2 separate regions of the Hordeum vulgare genome follow, and region 1 is linked to region 2. A link is a contact called in public Hi-C data. All regions are on one chromosome and are shown on one strand. Each heading gives the region's core, a stretch centred on a gene start, on an enhancer-like site or on the middle of the called end of the contact. The rest is flanking DNA. Distances are from core to core; before and after follow the strand shown.

Region 1 (7,655 bases), core at 2,010-4,509, 510 kb after region 2:
AAGTATACCACACGTACATCAACGACGGCAGGAACGCCATCCATGGTATGCATATTGTTCGATTTTGTCAAAGAGCTACCCGCCATAACACGCGGTGATCAATTTTCTGTTGTTACAGGCGGCCACAGGGGTTTCAGCAAAGTCATATGGACGGTGAAGGAGTACGTCGCCGGCGGCGACTCCCCGTATATCACGCTGTACTACCGCAGCTTCGACGGGGAGCAAGGTAAACAAAACGATACGACCCAACAATTCTTTATACCATTCAAAAAGTTGCCATGTCGTTGATCAATCATGCATGCATGCTTGCAACCAATTACGTACGTACGAATCAGGATTCCCCGGAGACCTGGACGTGTACGCGACGTACCAGGTGTCGAGCCCGTACGCGCTGAGCATCCTCACGAACGCGACGGACGCTCCAGCTCTCGGCGTCCCGGTACACCCCGATGGACGAGGAGCTCCTCCCGTCGTCGGGCCGCGTCGACCCCGTGGCCGGCACCAGCTACGACTTCCGGACGCCGACGCCCATCGGCGCGCGCATCCGGCAGGTCATGGGCGGCAAGGGCGTCCGCGGGTACGACATCAACTACGTGATCGACGGGGACGGCATGCGGAAGGTGGCGGCGGTCCGGGACGGCGCCTCCGGGCGCGCGCTGCAGCTCTGGGCCAACCAGCCGGCCATGCAGCTCTACACCGGCAACGGGCTGAACGGCACCAAAGGGAAGGGCGGTGTCGTGTACCGGCAATACGGCGGGTTTTGCCTTGAGACGCAGGCGTATCCGGACGCCGTGAACCACCCCGAGTTCCCGTCGGTGACGGTGAGGCCCGGCCAGGTGTACAAGCACGACATGCTCCTCAAGTTCTCCTTCTAACTTCTAACTTTATCCGGTCGGCTCCATTCCCATCGAGAAAAAATAAATAAAAATTAGGCGTGCATGTTGCGTTAGGTTTGGGCCAGGCCATCGTGTATTTGCTAAAAAGCAATGAACGGGCCCAACTAACTTGTGTAGGCAAAAAGTTGACTCTGGGGATCACGTTACGCTACACTCCGGGTCACAGAACGCGACGACCCGCATTGCTGTCACAGATTTGGCACCGCGCAGCCAGTGTGCGCGAGCGGCCAAGAACCGAAAGCGGGAGGAAGCCATAGTGACGCGGCACACGCCACAGCCTCGGCCACGAGGCTCACGCGCGGATCAGGTGAGGTGACACGGCGACCCACCTGCGTGCATGTACGTACGTTTCCAGAGGGTGAGGACGCAAAGGCAAAACCCCAGCACGCATGAAACGGTGCCATGGCTACAACATCGGATGCGTGCGCTGCTCACAACGGAAAACGCTTTCGGCATTTGCGACAAAATATATGTGGACATAACGTCGATCGCTAGCTTTAAGCAAATTAATTACGGATATATTTTTGTTAATCTCGGTCACGGCACGTTGTTAAGCATGAACTTGAGCAAGGACACGCAAGAGGGTTGTGTGTATTTTGCATTCGGATATATAGGTGATGGTACTGCGTTTTCGGTTATCTGCAGCGTGAGGTGAGCGAAATGCTAGCGTCTTTTCTTGTTTTTAGATAGTGTGGCTTTTCTTTTCGAACACCGGATTATTTCAGACTCTCCATCACCTGATGGACACGGTCATTGAAGAGTGTGGGTTGAAGATTGAATTTTGATACACAAGCTTTCAAATGTGAAATATTTAGGAAACTACCTATTTTTTCATGAAATATTCCATCATTCGATGAATAGACCGCGTCAACGACAGAAGATGAGAAACATACAGTTTCGTTGTTGACGTGCATTTAAACGAACAAAATCTAGAGCATTAAACGAAATGGTTGGTTCATTCGATGGATCACGAAATAGGAATACAGGTCCCTCTTAGGCTCACAAACAAACAAACACACAATTATTCATGGTTCAGCATGATCAGATGGGCAGGACGCTACTACGACGGGGGCAGTTACTATAACTTCTTGAAGCGACCGGATTGCTCATGCTGACTCACTTCCTAGCCGGAGCCATAGTGGTCTGGGGATGCTCCTTCCCGTTGGAGGGGGCTGTTGGAGGCGTTGCGGTGGTCGGGGCCTTGCCCTCCTGCTCCGGTCCCAATAGTGGCACGTCAATTTTGTAAAAGGAACCCTACAACATATATTTTTTGAACATAATTTGTGAATGCTTTTTACTTGTACTACTAGATAGAGTGGTGCTAAGATAACATGGGAGTAATTTAAAGTAGAACAAAGAAATGAGCGGTGCTACTACTTCTACCTCGGTGAAAATCTTGAAAGCCTCTTCAGGGGACTTGGTTTTCAGCACGTACAGAGCTTCCTCCTGCATGCAGTGAAACAAGTCAAACTGTTGTAATTGCACCAGGAAATTGAGACCGCGAGTTAATTCATACAGGTGCGGCGGCGGTAGTAGTAAGAAAATTGCTCCCCAAATATGTGAGTGGTAAATCATCTGGCTTTTACCCGTAAAAAATATTCATCTGGCTTTTCCGTGTAGTTTACGTCTATATGATGTATTCCTAATATTTTTAGTTGATGTAACTGCTCTAGTTAGTACTCAATTAATATATTCAGATTGAAGCTTTGAATCGCGGATCAAAATTCTCCGGTGAGGCATATGCATCTCAAAATCCTACTCAGAACTTCATGTCCGATCTATTTTCGCCATATATGAGGCATACTATGTATTAGTGCTAGACTGGATAACACAAACTAGATAACGCAAGCAGTATCTATGAACATACGAGCAAAATAACAAGATCCAAGTGTGAATCCATGAAACCAATTGTAACCTGCCTACAAAATTAAGAAAAGAGTAACCTTCATGATTTCCTTTTGCTAGAATTGTATGGATCCATGACTACAATCATAACACAAAAATGCAGACAATTACTACAAAACATTCAAACGGAGAAAAGCGCGCGAAACCGTGATTTCAAAAAAGCGCGCGAAAGTCGACACGATTCAAGAACCATATATAGCTGAGTATTGAAATTGAGCATAGGTTTAATACATACCCTGGCGCGCGCCATTTGCTCGCTGCTGAGGGTCGGGGCCTCTAGAAGGTCATCATCATCCTGGACATAGAAATTGTCGTCATCGTCGTCGAAGGAGTACTCCTGCCTCTTGATTGAGCCCATCCTCTTCGGATCGTTTGGAAAAGTTTTGGAGAAGATGGAAAGGGGATAGCTAGGGAGTGAGAGCACACAATGCAGGGACAGTGGGGGAGGATGGGGGGTCCTTTTGTAGGCGGCCGGAGGCGAGTGAGACGGTGGGGAGGAGATCATACGTGCATCGTCACAAGTGACACGTATCGGGCGGCTCTCTCCTGTATCAATTCCAGTTCATTGCAGTTTGTAATCTCCCTGCCGCGTCCGGCCAGGCGTCACACATTTGGGGATGGTTGAATGCCAGGCCGGAGTGCATGATAATTTGGTGAGGCGTAAATGCTAGCTTGCTTTGGAAGTTTGTTTTGACCCGGGTTAAACACAAGCTAATGCGGACGTGAAGATTATTGGAGGGGTTCGGTCGGTCCCTTCTGTCTCGGTGCTGTCACGTACGTACTACTACTACGTACATAGTCCAAAATAAGAAGTTCAATTCAGATGTACGTGCAGCAAACATGAGTGTAAAATAAAATAGTGGTGGCAACGCAGTTAATGGACATCCGAATGATACATTTCCAGTTAATCAATGTCACGACATACACTTAATCATCATTTACCAAAGTAAAGAAGAGAAGGGAAATGAAGGTGGTAACGGAACAAGGGAGGTTGGCTCATCTTGCAAGTATCGGTCATCACACTTTCCGTACACACAATACGTTACCTCGATCGGTATCTCATGTACGTACAGGGCGAAGGCGTTGCATGCATGCATGCATGCATGCGGTTCGACGAGGAATGATGGACGCGCGCGCGGTTAATTAGACCTTGAAGCCGAGGTAGTTTGGCGTGCCGGTGAACTTGAGCCATGTGGCGCCGTCGATGAAGGGCCCTGCGGTGAACTGCTCGGCCTCCTGCCTGGCGATGACTCGGAAGCCCGGCCAGGTGACCCTCTTGCTGGTGCCGGCGCCGGGGCCGCGGTTGCCGTACTCGGCGTAGTAGAGCGTCTTGAGCCCGAAGTCGCCGTTCCACGGCATGTACCCCTCGGGCTTGATGAAGTCGGCGATCTGGCTCTCCATGATGACCAGCCGCGAGAACTCCTTCCACGGCCTGCCCAGGTAGGACGGGATTTTGAAGCGGTCCACGAAGAGCTTCTGGTCCGGCACCAGGCGGCAGTTCTGGATGACCAGCCCGGACTTCATGTTGGGGTCCGTGCGCCCGTGCGCGGTCACCGAGTTCTGCTGGTTGTCCATGGGCCGCCGCGTGATGATGAGGCAGTTCTGGAACACGGCCGCCGAGTTGCCGAAGATGAAGTCGATGGTGCCGGAGATGACGCAGTTGCGGAAGAACTGCCGCCGGGCGTGCACGTACAGCGTGTCCTGGAACGCGTCAAACCGGCAGTTGAAGAAGGCCGACAGGTCGCCCTGCACCCTCAGCGCCACCGCCTGGTGTTTCTCCGCGCCCGCCGTGTTGTGGAACCCCATGTTCTTGCAGATGAACCCGGCCGCCTCAATGGCTGCACCATGCACCACACAACATACGTACGTACCTTGTTAATTACTACTACCTGCAATATATATATGCCCTCCGCAACCTAACCTAACCTAACCTAACCAAACCGTACGCATGCATGCATGCATGCATATATAGGAAGGAGTAACTTGCACCAAATACTACAGTAGCTAGGGCTCACAGAAGGTGGCGGTCTTCATGGTGGTGATGCCGTCGGCGAAGCTCTTGCTGCCGGTGACGCGGCTCTGCTTGGGCCCGTCGCCGTACATGAATATGTTCACCTTGTCCTTGGGGACCATGACGATCTCCTCGTAGACCCCAGCCTTGACGTAGATGACGTACCGGCCTTGGTGGCCCTTGGGCATGGAGTTCACGGCGTCCTGGATGGTCTTGAATTTGCCGCTGCCGTCCTTGGCCACCACCGCGTTCGGCTGTGGCAAGCCACCGGAGGCCAGCAGCTTCCTTTCTGGAGCCTTCATCCACGCGGGGTACCTGGACTCCTCCGCGGACAAGAGGCGGCGGCGCGAGTCGGTCTTGAACACGTCGAGGTCGAGCTTCTTGAAGATGGCGCCGAGGCTGTTGGTGATGGCGAGCGCGTTGCTGCTGAGCTCCGTGGCGTTGCGCAGGATGCCCTGCATGTCCGCCTTGAGCTTCTCGTCGGCGAAGCCATCGGCGCAGGTGTCGATAAAGGTCATGACGCCGGTGATCCAGTGCTCGAGGTCGTCAGTGCGGCCAAGGAGCACCTTGATGTCGCCGCCGGCCATCTCGACCATGCCCTTGAGGTCGTCCACGGAGTCCTCCAGGAGCTCCTTGCAGTCCTGGCGCGCGCCCTCCGTCAAGGGGTCGCTCGACTTGGCCTCCCCGATACTGCGGGACCGCTCCACCGCCGACTTGATCGACTCCATCGCCGACTTGGCGACGGTGGCGAACACGTCCTTGGGGTTCTCGGTGCCATTGGAGGCCGAGGTGAGGGTCTTCTCGCACGACTCCTTGTACAGCGTGGGCGCGCACAGAGACTTGACCGACTTGCCGGAGGTGGCAAGGGTGGCCTCACCCGGGACCGTGAAGTTGTCGCCGGCCTTATTACCGGAACTGGTCACGGTGGCGACTACGCCCACCACGACCGCGACGACAAGGATTGCCCCCAGGCCCCCGAGGAGGAAGTTATTTGCCATTTCGGCTGGCGAGAAAGGTTGCTGAGGAACTCAAGGGAAAGCACAATTTATAAGGGAAGGATGCATGCATGGCCGTGGCGAACGAATTCTTGGTACGGGCGTGAATGATTCCAGCGCTGTTTGCGGCATGGCCTGTCCGCAGGTGGTAGTTCGGTTTTGACGTACAGAAGAGCAGTGCCTATTTACGGATCGCGTTGGCCCTGGTCAATGGGGTGACAACATTCTTCGGAGAGTTCTTATCTGTTTCTTCGCCCGCTGACTGGTCATTGTCTTCTAAAATAGGTCATGCTTGTTTCTCGACAAAAAAATGCAACATGCAGTCGATTTAAGCACCTGATGTTTTTTTTTTTCATTCAAAGAAGGCTAAAGCCATATACGTATTATCTATCTATATCTATATCTATATCTATACTCCCTCCGTTCATAAATATAAGTCTTTCTACAGATTTTACTAGTGAACTACATACGGATGTATATAGACATATTTTAGAATGTAGATTCACTCATATTGCTCCGTATGTAGACCATTAGTGAAATCTCTTAAAAGACTTATATTTAGAAACGGAGGGAGTACTCTATACCTTATTAAAAAAAAGAAAAAAAAGAAATAGGTATTGTTAATCTGTCATGCAAATTTAGTCAAAAAAAAACGCTTTGTACGCACTCGGAAACACAAGCAATAGCACACTGTATACTAAATTTCTTTATGGGCCGCTAGAGACACGAGTGGGCTCTCTAGGGGGTACAGCTTCATCGAAGAAGAAAAGACGTACCATACATATACAACTCGAACATCATTAAAAAAATCAACTCCGACGAAAGATGAGACGCTATAAAAATCCACCTCCTCAAGAGCAAATCGATTCCAACAATTGTCGGGTACTGCATCGACAAGGGCGACACGAAATGACTCTTGCTTTGTCAAGGACACATCCTCCAGACCGTTGATCCGAGGCTCATCGCCCGCAATTTCGAAGAGGGCAACGCTCCTGTTGCCGGCCAATGCTAGATGAGAGGAGCGATGATGGCCGTTGCATGTGTGTGACAGCTCCAGTGTATCCCTTTTCTTTTATGTAACCTTTCCATGTATGGCACCTTCCAACTTGAAATGTTGTGGTTGATATGAAATGAGATTGCTCCCTTCTCTTGTGCATCATGGCACCACATCATTTCATCTTGTTGTTTTGTGTTGCACCTTTGGTGATTGAAAATGTGAGTGACTTGTGAGTGTGGCATTGTGATTGTTGTGTGATTGGGTGCACCAAGGATTCTTCTCAAAACCCCTGTTGTTGCACCGTGGTTTCAAACCCTTTCTTTCATTTATTTTGTGGCAGTTTAAACCTTTTTGTTTTGACCCAATAAAAATGTTCCTCCTCTTTTATAAACATTCTTATTATTTATGGGGCAACCCTCTGGTTTTTATTTTATATTCTTCTTTTGTTTTGTTTCAAAAACAGAGTCTTTTGTTTTTAAAAGGCATTTAATTTTTACTCTTATAAAATGCCCAATTTGTTTTTGTAAATTGGGGCACGATTTTAGAAGCCCGGATATATTTTTTATTTGCTAAACTATTTTTCTTTTAGCCTCTGGCAATCTTCCTTAAGTCCAGCCTTATTTTTTTCTCTTTAGAAGGCCCTGTGTGTTCTGTTTTCGCTGTGAGAGAGAGTGGCCGGTCCACCTGGGCCTTCTTCTGTTGGGGAACGTCGCATGGGAAACAAAAATTTTCCTACGCGCACGAAGACCTATCATGGTGATGTCCATCTACGAGAGGGGATGAGTGATCTACGTACCCTTGTAGATCGTACAGCAGAAGCGTTAGAGAACGCGGTTGATGTAGTGGAACGT
Region 2 (7,779 bases), core at 1,370-3,869:
GCCGCATCAGCCCAAATCGGTGAGGCTTGTTTTTTTTATTTCGGATGAACAGTGTTTCCTCGTGAATAGTGCTTTTTTTTATTTTTGAAAATAAACAGCGAAAAAAATATTAGCAAAATTAAGAGTATATTTTATATAGGCATATTATATATCAAAATTTTCAGAATAAAATTTTCTACAACATGAACATATTTTCAAGACAAAATAAAATTATTTTTAAAAAAATATTTTTTTGCAATAACTTTAAAATGAAAAGGAATTGCATTTTCAAATAAATTGCAAATACTTAAAATTTGAATCAAGACATTGTCCCAGATTTTGGAGTGTCAGTTTTCCTCCTCTCATTTGATTTTTTTATCACAGGGTTTTGAAAATATTCAAACTCAAAATTGAAAGGGATTCAAAATAGAAAATTTTGGGAAAGTCATTTTATTCCCTCTCATTCAAAAGTTTCAAATCTCGCTCAATTTCAAACAATCAATCACACATCATTCAAACAAAAAAATCCAAATTATTTATATGTTATAACATTCCAAAATATATAATTTTGGGATGTTACACACAAAGACTGAAATTGATATTGGAAACAGGCAAGTAGGAGTTTCTACCTCGTATTTCTCCTTGAGTGCATGAATCTTATTGGCTTCAGTTTCCTGGTTTTCAAATAGCCGGGTGAAGTATTGCTCGTGGATCTCTTCAATACTCAACAGAGACATATTCGGGACCTCCAATTGGCCTTTCCTACTTTCCAAATTCACTATTTCTTCCTTAGCCACAATCTTAGCAAGAGAGGTGGAAGCAACAGGAACGTGAAATTGTTCCTTTATAAAAACAACATCTGGAGTTTTTTGGTCAGCTGGTGTAATAGGATCATCCACATGAGTCGCCGGACTAGGATCTCGAGCCGGACTTGGTGGATGAACATGAGGAGCAACTGAGGGACTTATAATCTTTGCTGGTTGTCCATTAAAATCGGCTCATCCATTTGTGACGTCCCGACAATGGCTCCCAGATCGATCGCAACATCTGGAATGTTTTCTTTAGGAGTGTCAACTTGTGCGGCTGTGTTGTCCGTTTGAGAGTTCAAAATATATTGGTTCTCAATGCAGGTCTGCAAAGCGAGAGATAGTTGGAGACAAGCCCTTCTCACCTGCACCATGTGAAGGAGTATATGGGCCCTAGCGCCTGAGGAATTGGTCGAGAAAATTAGTGAAAATCAACAAGATGACCCGAAGGAGTGGCTCTTTGCTCTACATAAAATTCTTAAGGCTGATGACTTTGTCTGCTTGGTGGTTACCACCTCGGCAATTTGGGGTGCTAGACAAAAGTTAATATGTGAGAACAAATTCTAGTCTTCACACGTGACGCATGGATTCATAACTTGTTTTTTGTCGGAACTGGAGGTCAGCCACAACAAGCCTCCGACGCCGGTGGCCCATACTGCTCCTAAACCCTCTCAATGGTTGCCCCGGTAGGAGCGGTGCGCTAAACTCAATGTTGACGCTGCGGTGTCGACTAGGGGCAGGTTTGGATCTATTGCTGCTCTGTGTCGGGATCGCGAAGGCAACTTCCTGGGTGCGTCGGCTCGGTCGTTCAAGTATATCACAGATCCTCCAACTTTAGAAGCAATGGGGATGAGAGAAGCCTTGGCGCTCTCAGACGACCTATATGTACAACGTTGCTTCAGACTGCAAGCTCGTGGTTGACGATCTTCGGAAAGGAAGCTCTGTTGTTTACGGAGCAGTGTTACATGAAATTAAAGATCATTCTTTGAATTTTCAGTTTTGTAATTTTGTTCATGAGTTTAGGAGCTCCAATGAGGAAGCTTACAACCTAGCGAAACATGCTCTCTCTCGGTGATGGCCGCCATGTGTGGTTAGGCCAACCGGGAGACCTTTCTTTCGTCCTTGTAAACATTGTGACGGTTTAATAAAGTTTCGTCAAGTTGCCTAAAAAAGCGAATATATCATCCAACCATTTCAATCCAACTATGTGTATTGCTTCTATAATAAGCACTCAACATGTTTAGCATTTAGTTAATATTATACAAAATATCAACATCTACATTGTCCATGTAATTAACACGTAATTAATATTCTTATTTCCCACTCCATTGTAGTAAATGATTTGACTATTATTTAAGGAATAAAATCTTGTTGATAAAAAAAATCTTAATTAATATCCTACTTAATATTAGCATTCAATTAATTTACTCCCGTGAATGGTTGGATGGTTGTAGGTATAATGGTATTCCTGGTCCACCAAAGTCTAAGTTTTCCTCATATTATTGTTGGATTTATTTTAACTCGGTCTTTTGAAAGTGCTCGTATAAAAATAAAATATGTGTATATACGTAATGTATGTTCATAGTGATGTGCACTGCTTGCTCCTCGTTAAGAAAATAATTTTCTCGATATCAACGTAAGAGCGACTATCTGCATGCCGCGCGGCCGTTCAGCACAGCAGCAACGGTCTACGGTTTTCCAGGAAACGGCCGGGAACACGGGCCCTGGAGCAGTACCAATATCCGCGTTCAGTTCGGGTTTGAGTGGTTATCTCACGGCCCATTACCCTCCCAACACCCCGATTGTTATCGCTATATAATCCAGCAAGGCCAATAGGCCATCCAGCAACGTGCGGAAAACATCCAGAATTCCAGATCCCGATCAAGCGCACTACACTACACTCCCCTCATCATCATCAAGAAACAAAACAAACAGTGCGCGCTCCACTCCCCATCGCGCAACCCGGCGACGAACGGCCGCGCCCATCGAGCGCACCGCCGGCGCCCTCCCCTGCACTCCGCTCTGCGTCTTGTTGCCGGTAAGCTCCTCCTATTCCCCCCCCCCCACCCCCCACCCCCCAACCCGGCGACGAACGGCCGCGCCCATCGAGCGCACCGCCGGCGCCCTCCCCTGCACTCCGCTCTGCGTCTTGTTGCCGGTAAGCTCCTCCTATTCCCCCCCCCCCCCCCCTTTCCCTCTCCGGCATGGCATATTGGCATTCCCTTTTGTGGTAGAGGTTGGTGTGGTTGAGGCCAGAGGGGCTTGGTAATTAGCAGGGGCAGGAGAGGAGTTGTTAGTTTAGTTCCTGGCTAATGGCTGTGGGGGGAGGAATTGTGGGTGTGTGGATCGAGTGCTCTTCGTCGGGTTTCTGCCTCCCTGGCCTTACTGTTGTGGGAATTTTCTCGTCTCCCTGACCCTCTGACGAAGCAAGTTCTTGCGGTGTGCAACGATTCATCCCTGCAAAACAGATCTCTACAGTACATTGTTGATTGTTCCATATGTAGAGAAATGAAGAAAATATGTAGAACTCGAAGGCGAGTTACCTCTCAAGTTTCTCGATGAGAGGAACGTACATTACCTGCCTGTCAGGAGCATGCCTGGTTGGCTGGTTCGTGACGTTCGTCAGTCAGGAGTCGGGATCTGCATTCTTGCACCTTACATCACATCTTTGTCAATCTTCTGTTCGGTATCTCCTGCTTCTTCTTCTTGAATCCGATCCTTACATGATAAAAGAACCTTTTCTCCTTTTCTGCAATTATGACTTGCCAAGTTGTCATGAGCTTTCAGAGTTTTGCTTTATATTTTTAAGAATAATGCGGAGCAAAAACTGCTGCAGCTTAATTAGAAGTTAGAACAATGCAGCTTTTGCCCCAGCAGAGATTTTAAACGCCTATGCATTACTACTCGCATCCTTACAAACGACGCTGTTAAATCCGACCTGAGCTGAATTCTCACCATTTCGAGATTACTGCCAGATTTTATAGCGGGGACAACCTTTTTTTGGATTGTTGTACCAGAAATAGGTTAAATCGTTTGAGACGCTGTCACTGTCATCAGCTGCAACCACGGGTACTACACTACTACACAGAGCCATGAATACAACATTCTCTGACAGCCTAACGTGTGAGCACATGTGCTGATGTCTGAATTATTTAGTTGTAATTATTCTTTATGATGTTGTGCTAGCAATCTCAATTGATCTACTTGGCCAGCATTTTCATGCATGCTCGAGTAGCCAACTAACCAGACCTCTTCTCTGCCCTTTGCAACGTGCAAACCAGTAAACCACTCTGCTATTAGTAGTGCTGTGCAACGTCCCCGTGCGACAAGCCAATGATGGCCAGAGCTGCACTTCTTCCTGTTGCGTTGCTGCTGTGCCTTGCACTGGCTGGCAGCGCCAATGCTGCACGGAAGTCAGCGGTCGGATTCTATGAACTCAAGAACAAGAAGGGGGATTTCTCCATCAAGGTCACCAACTGGGGCGCTGCCCTCGTCTCTGCCATTGTGCCTGATAGCAAAGGTATGGTTACCTTTCTCTTGCTTCCAAGGGCCTGTATGCATGTTTGCGTCTTGTTGCTCAAGAGGTGAAACCTTTCTTTTATGTAGGGCACTTGGCTGATGTTGTCCTTGGGTATGACACTGCTGCTGAATATATGGTAAGATCACGAGTTCCTCCGTTTTCACTGTTTGAGTACACATTGTTCTACTCTTTCTGCTTCTCTGTTTATTGGATGATGGTATGGAACACACACAAACGCACACGCTGCTTCATGAGAAAAAAAGTATTACGGAGGCGAAAAAGTAGGTGGAAAGTTGCTCCTGGCCGTAATATATGTTGAAATATGCAATGCAGCTTTAATTATGTATCTATGTTACATGAATGATTCAAAGGTCAAACACACCTAAATTCAAAATCGCTGTGTGTTTGTGTGCTGGTCTCTTCATCAGCGTGGCTCTGCTTCATTCGGAGCGACGGTTGGGCGTGTAGCCAACAGAATCGCCAATGCCCGCTTTGTTCTTGATGGGAAAACCTATCACCTCCTCCGTAACGATGGAAACAACACGATTCACGGTATGCTTGATACTTCACTTCAATGTATTTTTGTAAATCCAATGCATAATGATATGGTAAGATTGATAAATTTGATCCCATCATCTTCTTGTTGCTTGTTTAGGAGGCCCCAAGGGGTTCGGCAAGGTCATTTGGACGGTGAAGGACCATGTGAGCCATGGTGACTCCCCATACATCACCTTCTACTACCACAGCTTGGACGGAGAACAAGGTAACTAAAACTAAGTAAAATTGCCAACTTTTGGCTCGTTGATTAGTCGTATGACACCATGGTATAGAATTCGGTGGATCCAAGAAGTCAAGTTTGAAAAGGCCTCCCAAATGCGCTGAAAAACGCATCCCATATGGTTTAGGCATCTCATAGTGAACACCCTCTACTGATAAGGGGGCCCTATTCCCAAGCGGCTCCTGGCTAAAAGCGTTTGGGTTGTGTATGCAGCACAGAAACTTGAACATAAGCTTATACATTCAGAATTTTCCCACAGAACATTAACATGTCCCAGTTGATCTTCATATCCCAGAATATATCAAATTTTGTTTTCTTGGTTGTATCGTTGCCTCTGTGCGTTCTTTGCTACAGGAGCATTGTTAGTTATAAGAGTGCTCTTCGTGTGTTTAAGCATTTTAAAAAAAATAACGGAATTAATTACACTGTAAAACCATTGACAAAATTAGCGAAACAAAATTAAAGTGAAGCATATAAATTAACACATGCTTCCTCTGTACCTAAATAAGTATACTCATGAACTTCACAGTAAGACACAATTATTAACAGATCGGTTCGGTGATCGACCTGAACTAGGCACATGCACGGGCGCAAATCGGCTAGGATACACCCACACATGTCTGATTGGGCTAAAGCTCGAGGTTGGCGCATGTTGTGCTGACATCTCCTCCTCAGGAGCATACGCTGAGTCGCAACTATACTGTAGTGTTGATTTGCACTTGTTTTTACTGACAACCATGTTTGGGCAATGCAGGATTCCCAGGCGCCCTCGACGTGTACGTGAAGTACCAGCTCTCCCGCCAGTACGACCTGAGCATCCGCATGAACGTAACCGCGAGGAACAAGGCGACGCCGGTGAACCTCGCAAACCACGCGTACTGGAACCTCGCCGGCCACGGCAGCGGCGACATCCTCAAGCACGAGCTCCAGATGTTCGCCTCACACTACACCCCCGTCGACGGGTCCATGATACCGACGGGCGAGGTCGCGCCCGTGGCCGGCACGATGTACGACTTCGGCAGGCGGATCCCCGTGGGCACGAACATGAAGATCGTCCCAGGCGGCGGCGGCGGGTACGACATGAACTACGCCGTGGACGGGCAGCAGAACGCGATGCGGCCGGTGGCGCGCGTCCGGGAGCCCAAGTCCGGGCGGGCGTTGGAGCTGTGGGCGAACCAGCCCGGGGTGCAGTTCTACACCGCCAGCTGGCTCATCAACGAGAAGGGGAAGGCCGGGAAGGTGTACGGGCAGTACGGCGCGCTGTGCCTGGAGACGCAGGCCTACCCTGACGCCGTCAACCACCCCAACTTCCCGTCGTCCATCGTGAGGCCCGGCCAGGTGTACAAGCACGACATGGTCTTCAGGTTCTCCTACCAGGCTACCTACGACGCATGAGACGTCGTAGTGGCTGATCATCCGTCGTTTTCTTGTGGACTGTGCTGTAACATGTTGGTAGCTTGTGTAATAAGATGTGGCATTGGGACATGAGGTTGCTGTCATTTGACCGCGTAATAAAATGCCGCTTCAACTAGAGTATTGTGCCGAATGCTTTTGGCAACTTATGGTCGTGCATATTCATATGGTAGAAACTTCAGTCAGTCTCTTGTGCAGGTGTCTTCAAACGATCTATGACTGATCAACTTGTTAATCCCATTCCCATCCAGTGCCTCCTCTTTCTTCTGTCTTTGACGTGTAAACCAGTAACTACTCTTTCTTTTTGGTTGAGAGGGCGATAGTGTACTGGTTTGCTCGTGGGTTGATGCCAAATACTGCGGACATTGCACGCCCTGTGGAGGCATCATGGAGGCCCCAGCGTTGGGCAGGCCAGCGCCTGCTTACTCGGTCTGCCATTGCCGTTGCCTTGTTGGGCGTCGCACTTGGCCCACTACGAAACAAGCACAAATTGTAATCCAATGCGCATCCAATGCGCACAACTGCATGAAGATGATAAATGTAGTATTTTCTTTGTACCTAAATAATTATAGTTGGATAGGACTCTAGTTCTAACCAACTATAATTATTTAGGTACGAAGAAAGTAGTTCTCAGTGTATTATGGCTATGTCCATTGTCCTGATTATGTCAAATGCAGTTAGGCATTGTTGTGATCTGGTCATAGCAGTGCCCAACTGCGATCATGGCTGTTGTAGTTGGGCATTGCTATGATCTAACCATAGCAGTGCCCAATTACAACGGTCACCGATCAGTGCATCATTGCTATGATTAGTGTATTGGTACTAATGATGGTTCATTGAACTTATAAGACGATAAAAACGGAGTGGGAGGATGATGACATCATCAACGTAAATGGATGCCATGTGTCTCACGACTTGATTACTCACAGCATCTTTAAGAGGTCTCGCAAATTGCATTCTCTAAAAAATAGTATATGGTTCCCCTTAAAACAGATTTGCTTGGAAAAATGTCTCATCGCTCAATTTTGCCTACAAACTTCTCGAGAACCCGGGGTTCCTTGGGCTATATATGTGGTTTCGGCACCAATTTTAGCTCGATTTTTCAGCACCTCCTTCTTACCCCTCCTTCCTCACGAAGATCGTTAATGGACAGCTTCACCACCTTCTCTCAACCTTCTTCGTTTTTGCTAACAATGACGCTTCTACCTTTTTTTGGTTTGACACTTGGCTTTCAGATACCCCTTTAGCCCAAAAATTTGCCAGCCTCTTCTCTCACTCCACAA

The links. Hi-C and Micro-C count contacts between places; a contact is called where the count stands out from the background.
Region 1: a contact with region 2 is called in a Hi-C map of seedling, with 3 times the contacts expected there. The contact joins the promoter of LOC123430369 here to the promoter of LOC123426899 in region 2. A contact is called at or near these places in 2 of 6 Hi-C or Micro-C datasets (leaf and seedling).

Annotation. Positions count from the first base shown.
Region 1 is chr2H:509,648,649-509,656,303 of MorexV3_pseudomolecules_assembly, forward strand. It overlaps LOC123430369, which reads right to left and starts at 3,260. Exons shown (of 3, transcript XM_045114234.1): 1 at 3,037-3,260; 2 at 2,280-2,342; 3 at 1,834-2,150. The coding sequence starts at 3,159. The coding sequence ends at 2,013. LOC123430370 (pectinesterase-like) reads right to left here and starts at 5,911. Exons shown (of 2, transcript XM_045114235.1): 1 at 4,817-5,911; 2 at 3,682-4,639. The coding sequence starts at 5,810. The coding sequence ends at 3,945. It also overlaps the pseudogene LOC123430368.
Region 2 is chr2H:509,143,312-509,151,090 of MorexV3_pseudomolecules_assembly, forward strand. It overlaps LOC123426899 (galactose mutarotase-like), which reads left to right and starts at 2,620. Exons shown (of 7, transcript XM_045110805.1): 1 at 2,620-2,943; 2 at 3,809-3,854; 3 at 4,067-4,305; 4 at 4,392-4,441; 5 at 4,734-4,857; 6 at 4,961-5,068; 7 at 5,838-6,614. The coding sequence starts at 4,119. The coding sequence ends at 6,478.